Linked DNA regions of Mus musculus: region 2 is linked to region 1. Evidence: chromatin contacts called from public HiChIP or PLAC-seq data. All regions are on one chromosome and are shown on one strand. Each heading gives the region's core, a stretch centred on a gene start, on an enhancer-like site or on the middle of the called end of the contact. The rest is flanking DNA. Distances are from core to core; before and after follow the strand shown. Region 1 overlaps Rrp1b (ribosomal RNA processing 1 homolog B (S. cerevisiae)). Region 2 has its middle 15 kb from the start of Gm30187.

Region 1 (3,641 bases), core at 767-3,266:
ACGGGTCAGCTTCCAAGGCCTGCATCTGGGCCCCGCCCTGAGCCACCCAGCTAAGACTGCTGAGCCTGACTTAGCTCCATCACCTGCACTACCTGCCACTGTCCCAACCCAGAACACACACTGGACAGTGACTGGTGGCATTCTCCATCTAGACTGCTTTACATTCCTACTGCTCTGGGAGCCATCTAGTCAGGGCACAAGGATCAAGAGAGCTGGCTCACTGGTCCGCTCAGGTTTAACCAAGCTTTAACCATGCGTCCTAAAGGAAAATGAGACACCTGGATTTTCTTTTTGACAAAGGATTTTAATCTTCCTAGCCCAGTTTTGCCGGCCTCTATGTTGTGTATCATGGGGTCCACAGAGGCCAGATGTGGGCACTGACTAGATCTCCTAGATCTGGAGGTTTAGACAGTTGTGAGCTACCATGTGGGTTCTAGAACTGAACCTGGTCCTCTAGAAGAGCGGCCAGTGCTCTTGACCATGGAGTCACCTCTCTGCCTTTCCTTCCCCATTAAAACCTTAACTGTAGAAAGCACCAATAAAATTTCAAATAAATACCACATGGGTGTTACCCACACACTGCAGGCACCGGATGGATGGAAAGTATGTGCAAAGGGTCTTGCATGGAGGCATTTCCCAGGGTACTTGCTTAGGTGAACGCAATGAGGGTGGCCACCCACGGATTAATTTCCCTATGACCCGAAGTCTTGGATTTGGCCGGGCTGCCCTTGGTGGGGTGTGTACTGGGTGAGAACAACTCTTCTTACCTTCACAGAGGTCCTGGAACCTGTAAAAAAACAAAAAACAAAAAAGCACATGGAAGTTCAGAGTTCACAGCTCAGGTTTTGAACATAAAACGGGAATCCGGATACTCAGTGCTCACTCTCTCCTCCACAGGGAGGCTAGGGGACAGCCCCACCTAGGGATGCGGTGAGTCAGGAAGGAAGAAGCCTAGGACAAAGGTGCTTTCCATTCCACCAGCTCTGCATAGGACACAGTGGCACACAATACCAAGAGATCCCATGTCTGTCTCGCTTGTTTCTGAAGGCAGACAACTTAACGCTCTGCTATGTTCAGGGGAGGTTTGCCCACTAGGGTTCTCTTTATGCATCAGACCAAATAACCAAAGCTGAGGCTATGAGGGATGTACATAGGGCTGGGATGGGTCGCTGGGGCAGGCAGGTCAGCCCTAGTACCCACACTGAAGCCCCTGGCATGCCTTTGGAGGTCCAGCTATAAAGCACGAGAACTTATGGATGCCATCTACTGGGGAATTCTTTAAGAGCCATTTTTGGTGTGTCCACACATTTGCAGGTGAGCACACGTGCATGTAGAGTCAGAGGTTGATACCAGGTATCTTCCTCAGCCACTCTCCCCTGGGTCTCTCATTTGAACTCAGAATTTATCAATTTGGCTAGTCTAGTTATCTTGCTCTAGGAGTCCCATCTCTGCCTCCCAACCAAGTGAGCTGCCTTGATGCCTGGAACTTCATGGGTGCTGGGATTAGACATGAGACTCCACACCTGCCAGCCACTTCCATTCGTACTGAGGATCTAAACTCTAACCTTCATTCTTTATTCATTGGGTCGAGTCCCTACCTCCTTTCTAAAGGCATTCATAATATTAAAGGATCGAGCTCAGATCAGTTACTGCCATGTGGTTATGAATAAAGTGATAAAAGATAAAGAAAAAGGCAGCGGGGGCTGGAAAGATGGCTCAGAAGTTCCAGAGGACCTGAGTTTGGTTCCTGGTACCCACACTGGATGCCTCACAACTGCCTGTAACTCTAGTTCCAGAGCACCACTTTGTTCGGGCCGCTGCAAGAGCACACATACACAGACACACACTGACACATCTAACAGTAAATACATCTTTAAGAGAAGGAAAGAAACGTGGGAGAGTGCTGGTGTGGCCACAGGATCTCACTTGCTACTTACTTTCTGACTAGTCTGCAGAGTCGCTTCCTGTTGAAAGGCGGGGTGCTTTTTGAGTTGGCTATTTCCAGGAGTCGATCAGCAACAGCCTTATAGTCAAACTACCACAAAGAGACAGGAAACCCAAGCAGTGGTGAGACAGCCTGGCCTGTCTGAGAGTCACCTTCTAGCTGCTGTTGGGAGCAGTCTTCTCCAAACTGGGCTCTCATGCACAGAGAAGAACTGCCTGAGGAGCCTGCTTGTATGCTCATCCTGGGGTCTCAATCTCTATAACTGTCTTTACGTTTTCAAAGCACAATTGTGTACGCATGTGTGGAGTGGCACAGACCTTTAATCCCAGCAGTTGGGGAATAGAGGTAGGTGGATCTTTGTGAGTTCAAGGCCAGCCTGGTTTACATGGCAGTTATTGAGTAGCCAGGGCTACATAAAGGAAAGACCCGGTAACCAACCAACCAACCAACCAACCAACCAACCAACCAACCAACCAAAACTCAAAACTAGAAGCCTGGCATGGTGGTGCACTGGTGTATTCCCAGTACTCGGAGGGGCAGAAGGACCGCTGTGAGCCCCACTCCACCTAGACTATATACAGCAAGATCTGCTTAAAAACAACCCCACCCCCCAAGGCCCCCATAAAGGCTGGTGCTGTTACATGCAGAAGAACAGGCAACAGTGCTTACAAAATGAGGTTCGGGATCTTTCAAAACCCACTTAACTGTTCATTGATTATTTTTGATAGGATCTTTCTGCATAGCCCAGGCGTGTCTGAACTCAGAGACCTGTCAACCTCTGCCTCCCGAATGCTGGGATTGAGTGTGTGTACCACCATGCTTGGCTTCATTTTGTTTTTGTTTTTTTGAAATAGGAGTGTACTAGGTAACCCAGGCTGTTCTTGAACTTGAGACCCTCCTATGTGCTGAGGATCCATGTGAACAACACCACACCAGCCTAAAACCCTTTCAACTGTGTCTCCAACAAGCTCATTCTAAGAATGGTGACATTAATTACAGAAGGGATTATAAAGGACTTTACAATTTAAGCCTTATGGCTTAATGAGCTCTGACTCTAATTCTCTAGCCAAGCCATCCCAGGTCAACCCACATTCTATTAAAAGCAAAAGCTGCTCCCACCTGGAGAGGTGACCCTGAATCTTTCAAGGCTGCACAGATGTCTCTTTCTCTGCTGCCAATGACTCCGTCTCTGAGGCATTCGTCTAGTGCTGCCAAAACACATCCAAAGACAAAGACACAGTCTTGACATTCAAGAATGGATGTGGCTCAGTCCCTCCAGGCTCTGGGTTCAATCCCCATTACCAGGGAGAACACCAGTGACTGCTGCCTGGGGAGATACTTGAAACTGGTCTCCTAAAAATCCTGGTCTTTATTTTATATGCGAAGCTCCAGGTTTTGCCCCTAGGACCAACCCCATACTGAACAACCCTACCCCCACAAAAGGACTCAAGCCTGCAGGAAGGAAGCTGTGTGCTGGAGGGGAGCCAAGGGAACAAGTGCTCCTGACTGCACGGCAGTTCTCACAGGCACAGGCCAAACGTCTCACAAAGGAGGTGAATGGGCTAGGAGGGACAGAAAGAACTTGGCCTAGTGTGAGTGGTGTTGGGACCAACTGTCCACATGTGTCTTTTATGTACCCTGATTTATTTTTTGGGAGGTCTATATGCAGTGAGATGTCAACAAAGTGCTTGATGAA
Region 2 (3,641 bases), core at 499-2,998, 360 kb after region 1:
AAGAAAGAAAGTAAGTAAGAAAGGAAAAGAAAAAACCAAACAAACAAAAGTACAGGAGGGTCCCAGAAAAATGTGGCCACAGCCTTACAGGCATACAGGGGCACCCCAAAATTCTGGTAATTCCTATATAGCAAGCTTCTCAAAGCATCCCTCTGCTGAACCAAGTACAGTAGCACTTGCCTTCCAGGGTTGTGGCTAATATGAAATGCGGCTACACTTTCATGCAGATAGTACAGACTGAGGGGAGAGCTCTACGCCCACCTTCCCTCCTCCTCTCTTCCCTCCCAGCAGACCCAGGAGCCATGAAATCCAGGCTCTAGCATCTCTGTCCAGAGCTGTGAAGGCCAGTGCCACTGTGGCAAAACAGATGCACCTCTACCCTCAGAGAGTGCACGCAACCCAGCACAGGCACACACACACACACACACACACACACACACACACACACACACACACACACTGTAGATGCTCAGGATCCCAGTCACAGGTAGACACAAAGGAGGTCAACCTGCTTTAAGATCTGTGACAACCCTGAGCAGCAGTGCAGTACCTGGCAAGTCGGGCTCAGGTCACCATATAGATGACTCCCGTTTCTCTGTGAAGAGCACACCCCCACGCCATCTTCTCCCCACCCCCGACTTTTATCCACAGCCTGCAGCATGTGTAGTAGGTGTGTGCAGTGGGTATGTACATGTACCTGCCTGTGTCGACTGAATCAACTCAGTCCTGAAGTGGAGATGGGGCACAGTAGGGCACCTGTGGGGATGGGGTCCCACCCACAGCGCTGTCATGGGCCTTGGATTGAGGGCATCTACCCTTCCAGGGACGTGGGATCCAAGAACAAGTTCAAGTCAGCAAAGGAAAGACATAGAAGTTACATCAGCCTCTTACTAGTGGGTACCTAGAACTTCCCACTGCCTTTTTGTCCCTCTTCCCCCTCCCCCATCCTTGCTCTCTTGGTTGTTATTAGCCGGCTGAGTTCCATCTGCCCCGCCCCCCTTTACAGCCCTGAAACTGAGAATTGGAATCCCCAAGTAATAAGATGGAGAAACTGAAGCCCAGAGCAGTGGGCAACTTGGCCTTGTGCCAGCAAGAGGGAGGTGGGACTGAATGAGGTCACTGCTCCTCAAACCGGAGTTATTCTTATCTTCTTGGTGTCGCGGTGACATTCAAGGCACGCGTTTGAGTCACAGCGTGGGCATCAAAGAGCTTTTAGTGGTGGTGGAGAGGGCCCCTTTCCAGGGTAGGGTCGTGACCTTACCTAAGAGGGGTGACCAAGCAGGACGATTCACCGCTTACCTCACCCCATCCTACTCCGTCATCCTCCCGCCCCTGCATGTACCCCACCCCCACTCTTCCCTCCCAGCAGGCCAGTGTCCCACCTTTGTGCGTCAACCCCAGCACAGCTGAGGCACCTTGGATGATAAGCCTTGAGGGAGGAGGGGAACCAGCCGCCACTGTAGGTCCGGAACTGGGTAGAAGGCGCCCCCTGTCGGCCATGTGAAATCCAGCCGCAGCCTCCGTGTTATCCAGCTAGTTTCCAGCCCTCAGGACTACAGATTTCCCAATCTCTTCTGTTGGAAGGATGGGTAGAAAAATGAAGTTTGTTCCCTCCACACCCTATTCCTGAGCGGGTTTGTTCCCTCCACACCCTATTCCTGAGCGGGTTATCCTGGTTGCTACCTAAGCCTCGTGTCCTGGACTGTCTGAGAGTAAGATACTCATCTTCAAGCCCTGGTATCAACAGGTAGTTCTATTGGTAGGAGCCAACAGCGTCATGGGATAACAGCTTCCTGTTGTGTGCTCTTTTAGAAGGTTGCTGGCTGTTCATCCAGAGCCCACAGCCTAACCCTAACCCTAACCCTAACCCTAACCCTAACCCTAACCCTAACCCCTGGGATTCCACGCACTCCAGCATAGCATCCTGGCTGAGCTAGCTGTTGTGAATCTAAGCTCCAGCTAGACACTCTGCCCAGTGGGTGCCCTCTCTGCCCAGCTGATTAACCCCTGCTCAGCCAGGCCAGGCTATAATAAAAGCATCCACCGCCTGGCTACTGAGGCTCTTCCTAAGGCTTCTAGCCTACCTCATAGGCAGACTGGAAGCCCTGTCACCTGCTCCAGAAATAGGGCAAAGTGCCCTGTGTCCTGGAAGGGCATCTGCAAGAATATTAATACAAAGAAAAGAGCATTTGTGTTGAAGTGCTGAGATCTGGTCTCCCTCTTGTTTCTGTCACTTGGATATTTTTAAAGATTTATATTTATGTATATCATGTTGTATGAGCATTCTGTCTTCATGCATACCAGGAAAGGGCATCAGATTCCATTAGAGATGGTTGTGAGTCACCATGAGGTTGCTAGGATTTGAACTCAGAACCTTTGGAAGAGCAGTCAGTGCTCTTACCCGCTGAGCCATCTCTCCAGCCCCTCTATTGCTCTTAGATGCAAAGTCAATGCTGTCTCTGAAGTGAAATGCGCACTGTGCTTCTGCCAAGCTTCCTCCCACACCTAAGGTCTTCCTACTGCCAGTGACCTTGTGATCTGCTCAAGGTCACCACCTTTAAGGACATGACCCCAGGTCCATGCTTGCTGATGGGGAGGGGGGGATCCTGGAGACATGATGACTTCAGGAAAAAGAGCAGCTTCTCCTGGACAGTAACCACCCAGGGTAGTCGGTTCCGGCCCTGGGCACCATCATTCTAAGCCCTTCCTGTGGCCCTCAATGTCCTCATCTGCAAAATGGAGCAAAAGTGCCCATTCCCAGTCAGAGTTCCATTCTCAGCAGGCATCAGAGCCGCCCATCGACACCGTGCATCCTCTTGCAGTTTGGGGAGCCTTCCTGACTTCGGAGGCTAGTGTCACTAATACCAGCTGGCTTCAAGGGCCACTGTGGCAGGTCACTGAGAAGACCTGCCGTGAGTGAGATCACCTTGGGTACCCTTTGTAAAAACCAGCCAGCAAACTCCTGTCACTGGCCCCAATTTTGCCAAATTATCACACACCTGATTCCTGAGCCACACAGGAGGTTGGAGATCTAGTTCTCCCCCATGAAGGTTTTGGGGAGGACATGTCCTAAATCGGGCCCTCTAAGAATAAGGAGCAAACCTACCAGCCTCCAGGCTACAGTCAAATGGAGGCGGGGAGACCCCCATCTGCAGCCTCAGTGAGCCTAATGATCATCTAGAGCCAAAAGCTGCCAAGCCAGGGGTGGAGGTTGTGGGGGACAAAATTATGACAGGAAGGAACATGAGGCTAGGCACGATGCTCTTCTGTGAAGTCACTGGATGAGACCTCATGTACTAGCCCGCTCACTCCTTATTTGTTTGTTTATCCTACAGTGTTTGTGGAATCACTATTCGGTGTCAGGCTGTTGGAGGGTGGCAGAAAATTAGGCAGATCTAGTCCTTAATTCTAGCTCTGCCTGGAAAGCGTGATGCTCTCCTAGGAAAAGGAGGGCAGGCAAAAATGCCTCTGCATAAAACCCTAAGAACCTCAGAGCGTTGTAGGCAACCTTACTGGAAGGAGAACCACTCCACATGGGGGGGTGGGTCTTCCAGCAAAGGGAGAGAAGAGGAAAGGGATCCCCGCCTTTACAGAGGCCTGAATAGGGGGGCTGGAAGAGCACGTGGCCAGCTGGGGACAGA

What was found. HiChIP or PLAC-seq counts read pairs in DNA pulled down with a chosen protein or histone mark.
Region 2: a contact with region 1 is called in an H3K27ac HiChIP or PLAC-seq map of regulatory T cells, with 7 times the contacts expected there. The contact joins two enhancer-like sites. A contact is called at or near these places in 4 of 39 promoter capture datasets (cranial neural crest, embryonic stem cells and liver), 5 of 484 Hi-C or Micro-C datasets (bone marrow-derived macrophages, embryonic fibroblasts, erythroblasts and 2 more), 15 of 115 datasets of contacts at active chromatin or transcription factors (CD8 T cells, the HL-1 cell line, effector CD8 T cells and 9 more) and 3 of 9 other capture datasets (adipose tissue, liver and pancreatic islet).

Annotation. Positions count from the first base shown.
Region 1 is chr17:32,052,251-32,055,891 of GRCm38.p6, reverse strand. It overlaps Rrp1b (ribosomal RNA processing 1 homolog B (S. cerevisiae)), which reads right to left. Exons shown (of 16, transcript NM_028244.2): 9 at 3,065-3,153; 10 at 1,938-2,035; 11 at 768-787. Among named protein-coding and RNA genes, the nearest start is that of Rrp1b, 18 kb to the right of the region's middle. Within about 2 kb of position 2,016, at least 55 of the 459 cell types and tissues checked have an H3K27ac peak or open chromatin away from gene starts, as enhancers often do. A contact at or near this core is called in CD8 T cells, effector CD8 T cells, memory CD8 T cells and 1 more, where this site is marked.
Region 2 is chr17:31,691,263-31,694,903 of GRCm38.p6, reverse strand. No RefSeq gene overlaps it. Among named protein-coding and RNA genes, the nearest start is that of Gm30187, 15 kb to the left of the region's middle. Within about 2 kb of position 1,748, at least 93 of the 459 cell types and tissues checked have an H3K27ac peak or open chromatin away from gene starts, as enhancers often do. A contact at or near this core is called in CD8 T cells, effector CD8 T cells, memory CD8 T cells and 1 more, where this site is marked.